Regions from separate parts of the Mus musculus genome. Here all the other regions are linked to region 2. A link is a contact called in public promoter capture Hi-C data. All regions are on one chromosome and are shown on one strand. Each heading gives the region's core, a stretch centred on a gene start, on an enhancer-like site or on the middle of the called end of the contact. The rest is flanking DNA. Distances are from core to core; before and after follow the strand shown.

Region 1 (3,114 bases), core at 289-2,788, 3.0 Mb after region 2:
CTCATGGTCTGAATACAGGCTTCTCTCTACCTCGATCTGGGAAAGGGAAAAGGAAAAGGAAGAAGAAAAAAAACAAAGCTTCTGTGACCTTGACAGGCTCAGACGTACAACTCTTAACACAATCAGAAATAGAATGAAACACTATACAGATTTAAAAAAAAAAAGCCCACTGGATTGTAAGTAGGCAGTAGGAGAACTTCATTAAGACTGTCAAGGAGAACAGAGGGCACTGAAGACCCACTTCCCACACACTAGGTCTACTCGTCTCTGATCAGCATCTATTCAAGGACTTTCCTGCCATGAAGACTTTCCAACATCCTTCTTCCTAGTCTCTCTTTCTCCTCATGCCATTTCTTCCAGATTTCTATCCATCCTTCTTATTTCAACTCAAATACCTCTTTCTCAGAAAGATATTCCTGGATACTTCTCAGGAAAATAAAACCTATGTGGTCCTGTGTAAAACTCTTCTAGTACTCTATGTTTTCCTTAATAGCACTTACCAAAGTCTATAATTAGTCATAAGACTGGTTACTGATTGTATCCCTAATTCCAGTACCTGGAAACTCTCTGCGAAGCAGAGCGATGTGCCTGTCACATCCACAACTGCCTATCACTTTGCACACAGACGCACAGTATTGGCTACGAATACCTTTATGGTGAAAGAAAAAGGACTACCAAAAAAAAAAAAAAAAGTCAAGTGAGTGAATACATTGAGCAAAAAGCACTGACGGGAGTTTCCATTAGTATTCTCCAGACAAAAGCCTTTTGGAGTCTAGGGATACGGAAGACCTTCCATCACTATCTCCTGACCCAACAGCAACAACACTTGGGTTTTTTGTCTTTCACAGAAATTGCTCCCTGAGGTAAAGCAAACTTTACCGCATTATCTTAAGGATGTGCCCACAGTCACCACGACTTTCGTCCTAACATCACAAACACTTCTCTATAGTCTGAGAGCTCCTAAGTTAAAGGGAGTGATTCCTGTTTGCCCCCGGATCCCTACAGTATTGAATGAACAAGAAGGAAGCTATCCACACCGAATGATCAAGAGAAAACAAGCCAACTAAACTCTTTCAACACCTGCTATATCCTAACCCAACTCAGTACGGTAACTTCATCTTGCAGATGTCACTAAAGGTCGAGAAATGAAACGTTTGCTCAAGGTCACACGAAGTACCAGAGTCTCCATGGAAATCAAGACCTCCTTGATACTGTTGCTTCCCTCCGCCGCACCAGGAAGCCCGTGACTGCCTTACCTGCTGTAATAGACCCGCCATCTCTTCCTGCAATGGAGTGAGCGCCTTGGTGATCAGCGGTGGCCGCTGCAGACACAAGGCGCCCGACAAGCGCCATGGAGACCGGCTGCTTGAGGACGCAGCCTCAAGGGACAAGCCACGAGAACTACCTGCCCAGAACCTGTCAAGCTGCCGCCAGCCTCTAGCCAGCCCTAAAAGAGTACGCCCTACGGGCGCCGCCATCTTTCTGTCTTCCCACAAGGTACCGCGGCGCCCGGCAGAGCCCTCAGCCAACCCCAGGTTCCCATGAGGCAACGCGGGCCGGCGAGGGGCGGGTTTACCGAGTGGAATGAACCATTCCCTTTGGGGGAGGTAGGTGAAATTCTAGTGTTAGACCACTAGAAAGGGGAAAGTTCCTACATAAATGGTTTTATAGAGCTTTAAATTTGAAGAAAAAATACTTACAGGACTATTTAAGAGCAATCAGGTGATTTCCTGTCTGTGAGCACCCCCACAGAGGCTCATGGTGCTGGCTCGAGCTAAGCCAAGCGCCGCGGAGGGTCAATTTCAGTCATGCAGGTTTTAAGAAACTCCGGGTCGTGGCTCCTGCGGTCCTGGGCTGGACATGGAATGACCAGGTAAGGATTACTCTTTCGAACCCACTGTCACTCTCGAGCCTGCCCGCCTACCTTCCTTCCAGACCTATGTGCCACTTGAACCCCCCAAAATACCGTTAATCCAGTCCCTCATCGTACTCTCTCTCTCTCTCTCTTTTTTTGCCCCCCAGGTTTGTGGGCATTGCCCCAGCTAAGAATATCCACACCGGAGCCCCGAGATTAGAAGACTCAGCTGCCAGGCAGAACACTGAAAGGGAAGCGGCTCCAAGTCGCTTCAGGTGAGGGTAAGTGGATGCAGCGCTCTGGAAAGTTGCATCCTGTGACTTCTGCCCGACACCGTCCAAAATCATAGAAAAAGTTAATTCCTGGCTGTCATTTGCCATCTGTGGGAGCTTGTGCAAATCAGCACACTATACGTGGAGATAATGCTTAGAGGGGTTGTTGGGAAAATAGAGGGATGAGCAGGGGCATAAGGTAGCTGTTCAATTAGCAACTGTTAGCTAAGTGTCCAATGTATATAAATACCAGCTTTCTTTTCCTTGTGAGATAAGCTTTAGATCCGACTAGCAGCTTTCTCTGCCTCCAACATAAAATGTCTTGAAGAACCACACTAACTGCACATCTAGATTGTGCCTTTCTTAATTTCGTGCCTAGCCCTGGGACCTGGCATCCTGCAGCATCCCACTAGTAGAAATACTTAATATGCAGGCGGTATATATGTTCACTTACCTTCACATCTGTTTAACAGTTACAAAAGCTACTACTACCTGTTGAGTACCAGGATAAATACAGGAAATATAGGTTATGTCTCCCCAGAAGTAGTACACAACTTGCAAAAACAACACACAGGCAAATGTATTAACCATAATCTGATCAAAAGGATAATAGAGGTAAGAACTGGCTGGACATTTAAGAGAGTAAGGCACACTTGAGGAATTCAGGAAAGACTAAGTACCGTGGACTGTGGAAGTGACTAGGATCTCAGCTGGACAAGATCATTGTGATCGTGGCAGGCAAGGGTAACGTCTGTGGAAAGGCAGGCTGTCAGAACTGGCTTGTGATGCCTCTAGAAAGGCATTTCGGAACCTGTGGGTTGCAACCCCTTTGGGGTTCCTAAGGCCATCAGAAAACACACATACATACGTTACGATTCATAACAGTAGCAAAATCACAGTTAGGAAGTAGCAACGAAAATAATTTTATGGCTGGGGGTCACCACAGTATAAGGAACTGTATTAAAGGGTCACAGCATTAAGAACACT
Region 2 (3,128 bases), core at 277-2,776:
CAGATGTTACGTAAGGAAAGCAATGACTTACCAATGAAGGCTCCTCATCCAGGTGCTTGCTGGGTTTCTTTTCCTGCAGCTGTGGACCTCCGAACTGAAATCAAGCCTGCAGGGGCCTTGGAACGTCTCAAGGTGCACACCCTGGGCAGTGGTGCTCTGGTACCTGAGGTTTGAAGGGAAGGGTCCAGGTTCTGAATTTGGGTAGGGATTTGTTAAAGCTACCCTCCGCCCTAGCTTAGCCCCTCCCCCCCCGCCCCCCCACCCCCCCCTCCGTCCCCCGCCCCCCCCCCCCAATTTAGCTGTAACCCTCCTGCCTCATGCTTGTCAGCCACCTCATACTGCTGACAACAGTTTGGCTCAGAGAGAGATCAAGTTGGCCATATATCCTGTTCTGTTCTGAGGTTCTTAGAAATTCCCCAACCACAGCCTTCACTTGGGACCAACCAAAATAGAAACCAGCTTCAACTGTTATGCCTAAACTAGTAACAACTTGGGAAAGGCAGACCACCTGCAGCCCGCCCAGTACCTGCTTATAAAAGCTCCCTGTGGGGTTTTAACCTCTATAAACTGACCCTAGAAAACATTCAGGGTTGTAGCTTCCAGCTGTAGAGTCTGAGCTACATCTCTGATTGATCAATCTTAGGATGTGCGTTCGATAAACTATCCCTGACTGAAATCTATGTTTATACAGTTTATGGACCCTAACAGCTTCTTATATCACTGGAGCCTCCAAAATTAATTAATTTATTAATCCCACCGAATGAGGATAAAGAACACCTTATTCCGTGCACAGCCAAGTCTGTGCACAGCTGTCTCCCCCTAAATTTCCCATACTTCTCTTATAGGACAAAACCAATGGGAGAGAGAGGTATTTTGCAAGCAGGCGGGTTTACAGAGAGCACAAGGCAGTTATAGAACTCTTCCTGGAGCACAAGGTACAAAACATCTGTCGGGCACAGCCTAACTCCAAGAAACAGAATATTAAAACTTTTACCCCAGTCGGGTCTACAAAGTGAGTTCCAGGACAGCCAGGGCTACACAGAGAAACCCTGTCTCAAAAAACAAACAAAACAAAACAAAAAACTTTTACCTAGCCGGGCAGTGGTGGTGCACGCCTTTAATCCCAGCACGTGGGAGGCAGTGGCAGGTGGATTTCTGAGTTCGAGTCCTGCCTGGTCTACAAAGTAAGTTCCAGGACAGCCAGGGCTACACAGAGAAACCCTGTCTCGAAACCCTCTAGCCCCCACCCCACCCCAAAAAACTTTAACCTAACTGAGGCAGAATCTCAAAATGACTCCTGGTCTTAAATGGAGTCCGGCTGCTATCTCGACCCAAACTCCCCGACCCAGTAAACCGGACCCACGGTTCCACACGCTTCCGGGCGCTCCTGCCGCAAGGAGGCCGTCCGGATAACGGGCACTGCGAACACGGTCGGCCAGGACTCAACCCGGTACTCACCATGCAGCTCACGCACTGCAAGTCCCTGCCGCCGCCGCCGCCGCTGACGCAGTGCTGCCGCCAAAAAGCCAATTTCTCCCCAATTCCCGCCCCATTTTATGGTTCCTAAGCACAAAAGCCAATCAGAGGCCGTAGATTTGTGACGGATGGCCCGACGAACCCATACTACAGCTGCATTTGGAGGAAGGGGTGGGCTGCCCCAGCCTCTGGTCCAGCGAGGGGCCGGGAGGGGAAAGAAAAGTTAGTGCCACCTGATTCTTTTTTTGTTTGTTTGTTTTCGAGACAGGGTTTCTCTGTATAGCCCTGGCTGTCCTGGAACTCACTTTATAGACCAGGCTGGCCTCGAACTCAGAAAAAAGAACAAAGGATTCATATATTTTTGCCTCCCACACCTAGTTAGATTGCAACGCAAATGTTTTAATCCGCCCCCACCCCCACCCAGTAAAACCCTGGTTTAGTAGTGGCGCACACCTTTAATCCCAGCACTCGGGAGGCAGAGGCAGGCAGATTTCTGAGTTCGAGGCCAGCCTGGTCTACAAAGTGAGTTCCAGGACAGCCAGGGCTACACAGAGAAACCCTGTCTCGGAAAAAAAACAAAAGCCAAAACCAAAACCAAAACCAAAACCAAATCTTGGTTTACTCAAGGCAACAAACTGCATTCCAGGAGTCCCATGGCCTGCAGCAGTGACCTTGTAAAGATGAAGCATGGTGTGAGTATCTACATCTTAAGTCAGCCACACATTCACATTTGCTGGGGCTTGATCATTATTGAAAATAAGCCAAGGGTAGATGTGTTCTGCTTCTCCCCACGCCCCTTTCCTTCTGCATGAAGCCAGCTCAGTCATCGGGGTCTCAAAGGAGGGAGGGAGGTTAAAGAAAGAAAAGACAATTAAACAACATTATAACACGACCCCAACCAGGGCTGATGTGGGTTTATTTTTCTCCAGCTTGCTTTTATGTCATCTAAGGTCAGTTCTTAGATTAAAGACAATGTAGTCAAACAAGGCAATAAACAGGATGACCAAGACACAAGGAACACAGTACATTATTCTTATCTGAGCCTCCTCCCTTGTCCTCCAAGCCAAAAGTAAATATTCTTGCCAATATCCTTGAAGCTGCATCAAGGACTCTCCACACTGTGAGTATCCACATCTTAAGTCAGCCACCTATCCACTGAGGTTTGACCATCACTGAAGATAAGCCAAGGGTCAGATGTGTTCTGTTTCTCCTCATGCCCCTTTCCTTCTGTGTGACTCAGAAATGTATTCATGCCCCTTTCCTTCTGTGTGACTCAGAAATGTATTATTAAGAGAGACCAGAAACAAAAAAAAAAGAGACCAGATACTGCCGGGCAGTGGTGGCACACACCTTTAATCCCAGCACTTGGGAGGCAGAGGGAGGCAGATTTGAGTTCAGGGCCAGCCTGGTATACAGAGTGAGTTCCAGGACAGCCAGGGCTACACAGAGAAACCCTGTCTCGAAAAACCAAAAAGAAGGAGGAGGAGGAGATGAAGTGGGGGGGAGGAGGAGGAGGAGGAGGAGGAGGAGGAGGAGGAAGAGGAGGAAGGAGGAGGAGGAGGGGGAGGAGGAGGATGAAGGAGGAGGAGGAGGAAGAAGAAGGAGAAGGAGAAGGAGAAGAAGAAGAAGAAGAAGAAGAAGAAGAAGAAGAA
Region 3 (3,079 bases), core at 226-2,725, 3.1 Mb after region 2:
ACTCTTAGAACTCGACAAATAGCCACAAACCCAGATTCAAATACAAATGGCCAACAAAGAAGGTTTGCACATCAATAATAGAAAGAGAGAGAGAGAGAGAGAGATCTATCTCAAAAGCTTGGAGGTGGTAGTAGTGTTCTGGCAAAGGCTTTCATAAAGAGCAGCATAACAGATTCCCCAGGACCACAAAACAAACAAAACCCTTACAACACATAGTCAGGGTATTGTTTTGCAATCCTTTTGTTTCAAGCTTATCCTCATACAAGCTACATCCATTGGATAAAGATCTAAAAGGCTTGCAGAGCCGCCAGACCAGAGGGAGTCAGGTCTCTAAACTACCACCTCTGGTTGTTTTTTGGAAGGAACCCTTCCCTGAAAGCCACTCGCTCATTTGCATATTGCCTAGAGCCACTTTAGCCCTAGGAAAAGAGCAGAGTGACTGCAACAGACCACACACTGAACTCTACTATCTGGTCTTTTGTAGACACTAAATTCTTCACCTTTGAGAACTGTCTCCAATATCAGCCTCATCATCCTGTCTTTGAAGGCCTTCCTTCACTTAGTGAGACATAGATTCCAACACACTAGCCACTCAATTGCAACTCTCTGTATTTTACTAATGTGTATATTTATGGTGATCTCTCTGGGTCAAGTATACACTTATCTGTTGTATGCCCACCACAGTGCTTAACACGTAGCAAGCTTCCTTCTTAAACGGTGGGCATACCTCAAGCCATCTTCTTGGCTAACGTGGGTAACCACAGGGGAACTTTCATTTTCCGGAAGACATTCTCTCCGGTCCACGCCATAAATTCTCTCGTTGCAACGTTAGTAGTGTCAAGTTTTGGGGAAGTCTTTCTGACCACCCCACCTAAAGGACTCATCTTTTTCTTGTTTCTTTCTCTAGTCATCTGTCACATTTTTTTTTTTTAATTTACACGGTCGCTTGCATGGTTGTGTTTAATGTTTGAGTCTCCTCGTTGAACTGTACCCTCTCTAATGGAAGTAACCAGGTCTACTTCGGTCACCGCGGTATACTCTTCCAGCCCTGGGGCTGGCACATGGTAGACGCTTTGGTGCGGTGCGGTCTGAAACGAAAGCCTGGCTAAAGCGGGTCACTAATTGTGTGAACGCAAGGTTTATTCCTCGTTGGAGCAAGTGCACATGTCCCCACACTCTTGGCGACTGCTTCCAAAACAAGAAAAGGATGCCAAGAGGCAGACACACATGCCCATGGTCGCCCCCGGAAAGAAAAGCCCAGGGCGGGGCCTCCCCGGGCAAAGCCGGGGGCCGGAGCTCCTGAGACCCGGCGAGCATGCGGGGAGGAGCCCGCCGCGGAGCTCTCGCGGGCCGCAAAGGGCAAGTCCTCACCTGTCGAGTCCTGGCTCATGGGGCCAGGGCAAGGGTCGCCCTAGCCTGCTCCGCGCACACCTCCCCCGGCCCCGCCCCCACCATGCCTCGGGACCCCGGCGTCGGCAGCCACCAGCCCGGGTTTCCGCCCGCTACCGGAAGCGCTGCGCAGCGAGAAGGGAAGATCGGAAGATCGAGACGCCATGCAGCTAAGGAGCGGCGCAGCGCACCCTGGCGTCCGGAGGAGAGATCGAGACCATAGAGGCTGGATAAGCCCCGGACCAAGTGATCCAAGGCACGTTCATAACTACTATGAGTAGGAGTTAAGTTTTCACCTGCTTCTTGCATACTGGTGGAAGATGGATTATACATGCACCATGTCACTGCGTTTTCCATGCTCGTGGTTGCACGTGGGGATACAATAAAAGCTTCTGTACTAAATGAATCCAATACCATTGACTGGCCTTTTCACCTACACGTTACTTCATTTAATTTTCTTTTTTCTTACAAGCTATTTCTTCCCTGTGAGTCGGTGGCTTCTCTCCTTTGTGCTTGCGTGTGTGTGTGTGTGTGTGTGTGTGTGTGTGTGTGTGCGCGCGCGCGCGTTTGTATTTGGGTGTATGGTTTATTTTTGATGCTTTGGCAGGAAACCAAACCCAAAATATCTTCTCTTAAGGCTTCTGGGTAGCCACCGCCACTGTTCACCCACCACTGTCAAATATCTGTTTCTGTTGATGTGTATTGCTTTGTTGTGTCTCTCCTCCCTTTGGTAGATTATAAACTGAGAACAGGGATTTTTGTCTTATTTTCTGTTCCAGCCCCACCTCCCACCCCATAACAAGGTTTGACATCTTATAGAATCTCAGTAAATATTCCATCAGTAATCCATTGTGGTCTATCTCTTCTGGACCCCCATGCCATCTCCATTCTATATCCCCAGCTCTTCTGAGACATAGGATATAGAATTAGAGGCTAGGTTGAGCCTTGCTCTCTCTCCCAACCCTCTCCATACCCAAAGGACTCAGAGAATGAATATCTCTGCAGACCAACACATGAGAAAGGGATATGTGTTGACTTTGACCAGGGAGAGAGGAAAATTAAGGTCTAAAGGGGAAAGGTGACTTGGGGATATAGACTGACTATGAAGAGAATGATAGGTTTCTGGCCCAGTCCTACCATTTCCAGGCTCAGTATTCTTAGGTGCTGGCTTTAGAAACCTCATGCCTTTTTCTGGAAAATGACTATACCTGCCTCTTAAGGTTATCCCAAGTATTAAACCTGTTAGCCCTAAATACTTGAAGTCTTGATAAAATATTACTAAAGCTTTCCAGCCACAACTCTCTTCCTTTCCCATGATGAAACTGAGACCCAAAGGGGACATACATCTCTTGCACAAGTTCATACAAGAATAAGAGCCAGTAGGGGTGGGGCCACAGATTATAACCCCAGCATTTAGGAAGGGAGGCAGAGGAATCAGTAGCTCAAGGCCTGTCTTGGCTGCACAGCAAGTTGACCTTGGCTACATGACACCTTGCCCCAAAGCAAAGCAAAATAAACATGGGACAGGGCTGTGCTAATACTCAAGGCATCAGGTCAGATCCCAACTCGGACAGGTGGGTCCCCATGTGGCTTCAAGACACGCATCAGCTTCTCCGAGTCTGGGTTTTTCTTTTTGTATTTTTCATCTCTAATGTGTACAGTGTTCTGACTTCGTTGTAGAGAGGTCAGA

The links. Promoter capture Hi-C pulls out the DNA fragments that hold promoters and counts their contacts.
Region 1: a contact with region 2 is called in a promoter capture Hi-C map of pre-B cells. The contact joins the promoter of Mrpl46 here to the promoter of AU020206 in region 2. A contact is called at or near these places in 6 of 39 promoter capture datasets (cranial neural crest, hippocampal neurons, liver and 2 more), 1 of 484 Hi-C or Micro-C datasets (B cells) and 3 of 115 datasets of contacts at active chromatin or transcription factors (embryonic forebrain, embryonic stem cells and stem cell-derived neural progenitor cells).
Region 3: a contact with region 2 is called in a promoter capture Hi-C map of pre-B cells. The contact joins the promoter of Det1 here to the promoter of AU020206 in region 2. A contact is called at or near these places in 4 of 39 promoter capture datasets (cranial neural crest, frontonasal cranial neural crest, pre-B cells and 1 more).

The regions. Positions count from the first base shown.
Region 1 is chr7:78,781,551-78,784,664 of GRCm38.p6, forward strand. Mrpl46 (mitochondrial ribosomal protein L46) reads right to left here and starts at 1,539. Exons shown (of 4, transcript NM_023331.2): 1 at 1,257-1,539; 2 at 1-36. The coding sequence starts at 1,478. Mrps11 (mitochondrial ribosomal protein S11) reads left to right here and starts at 1,581. Exons shown (of 6, transcript NM_026498.2): 1 at 1,581-1,873; 2 at 2,023-2,130. The coding sequence starts at 1,809.
Region 2 is chr7:75,780,594-75,783,721 of GRCm38.p6, forward strand. AU020206 (expressed sequence AU020206) reads right to left here and starts at 1,527. Exons shown (of 3, transcript NR_165329.1): 1 at 1,459-1,527; 2 at 32-163. RefSeq lists a cis regulatory region at 1,148-1,890.
Region 3 is chr7:78,845,736-78,848,814 of GRCm38.p6, forward strand. It overlaps Det1 (de-etiolated homolog 1 (Arabidopsis)), which reads right to left and starts at 1,476. Exons shown (of 5, transcript NM_029585.3): 1 at 1,372-1,476.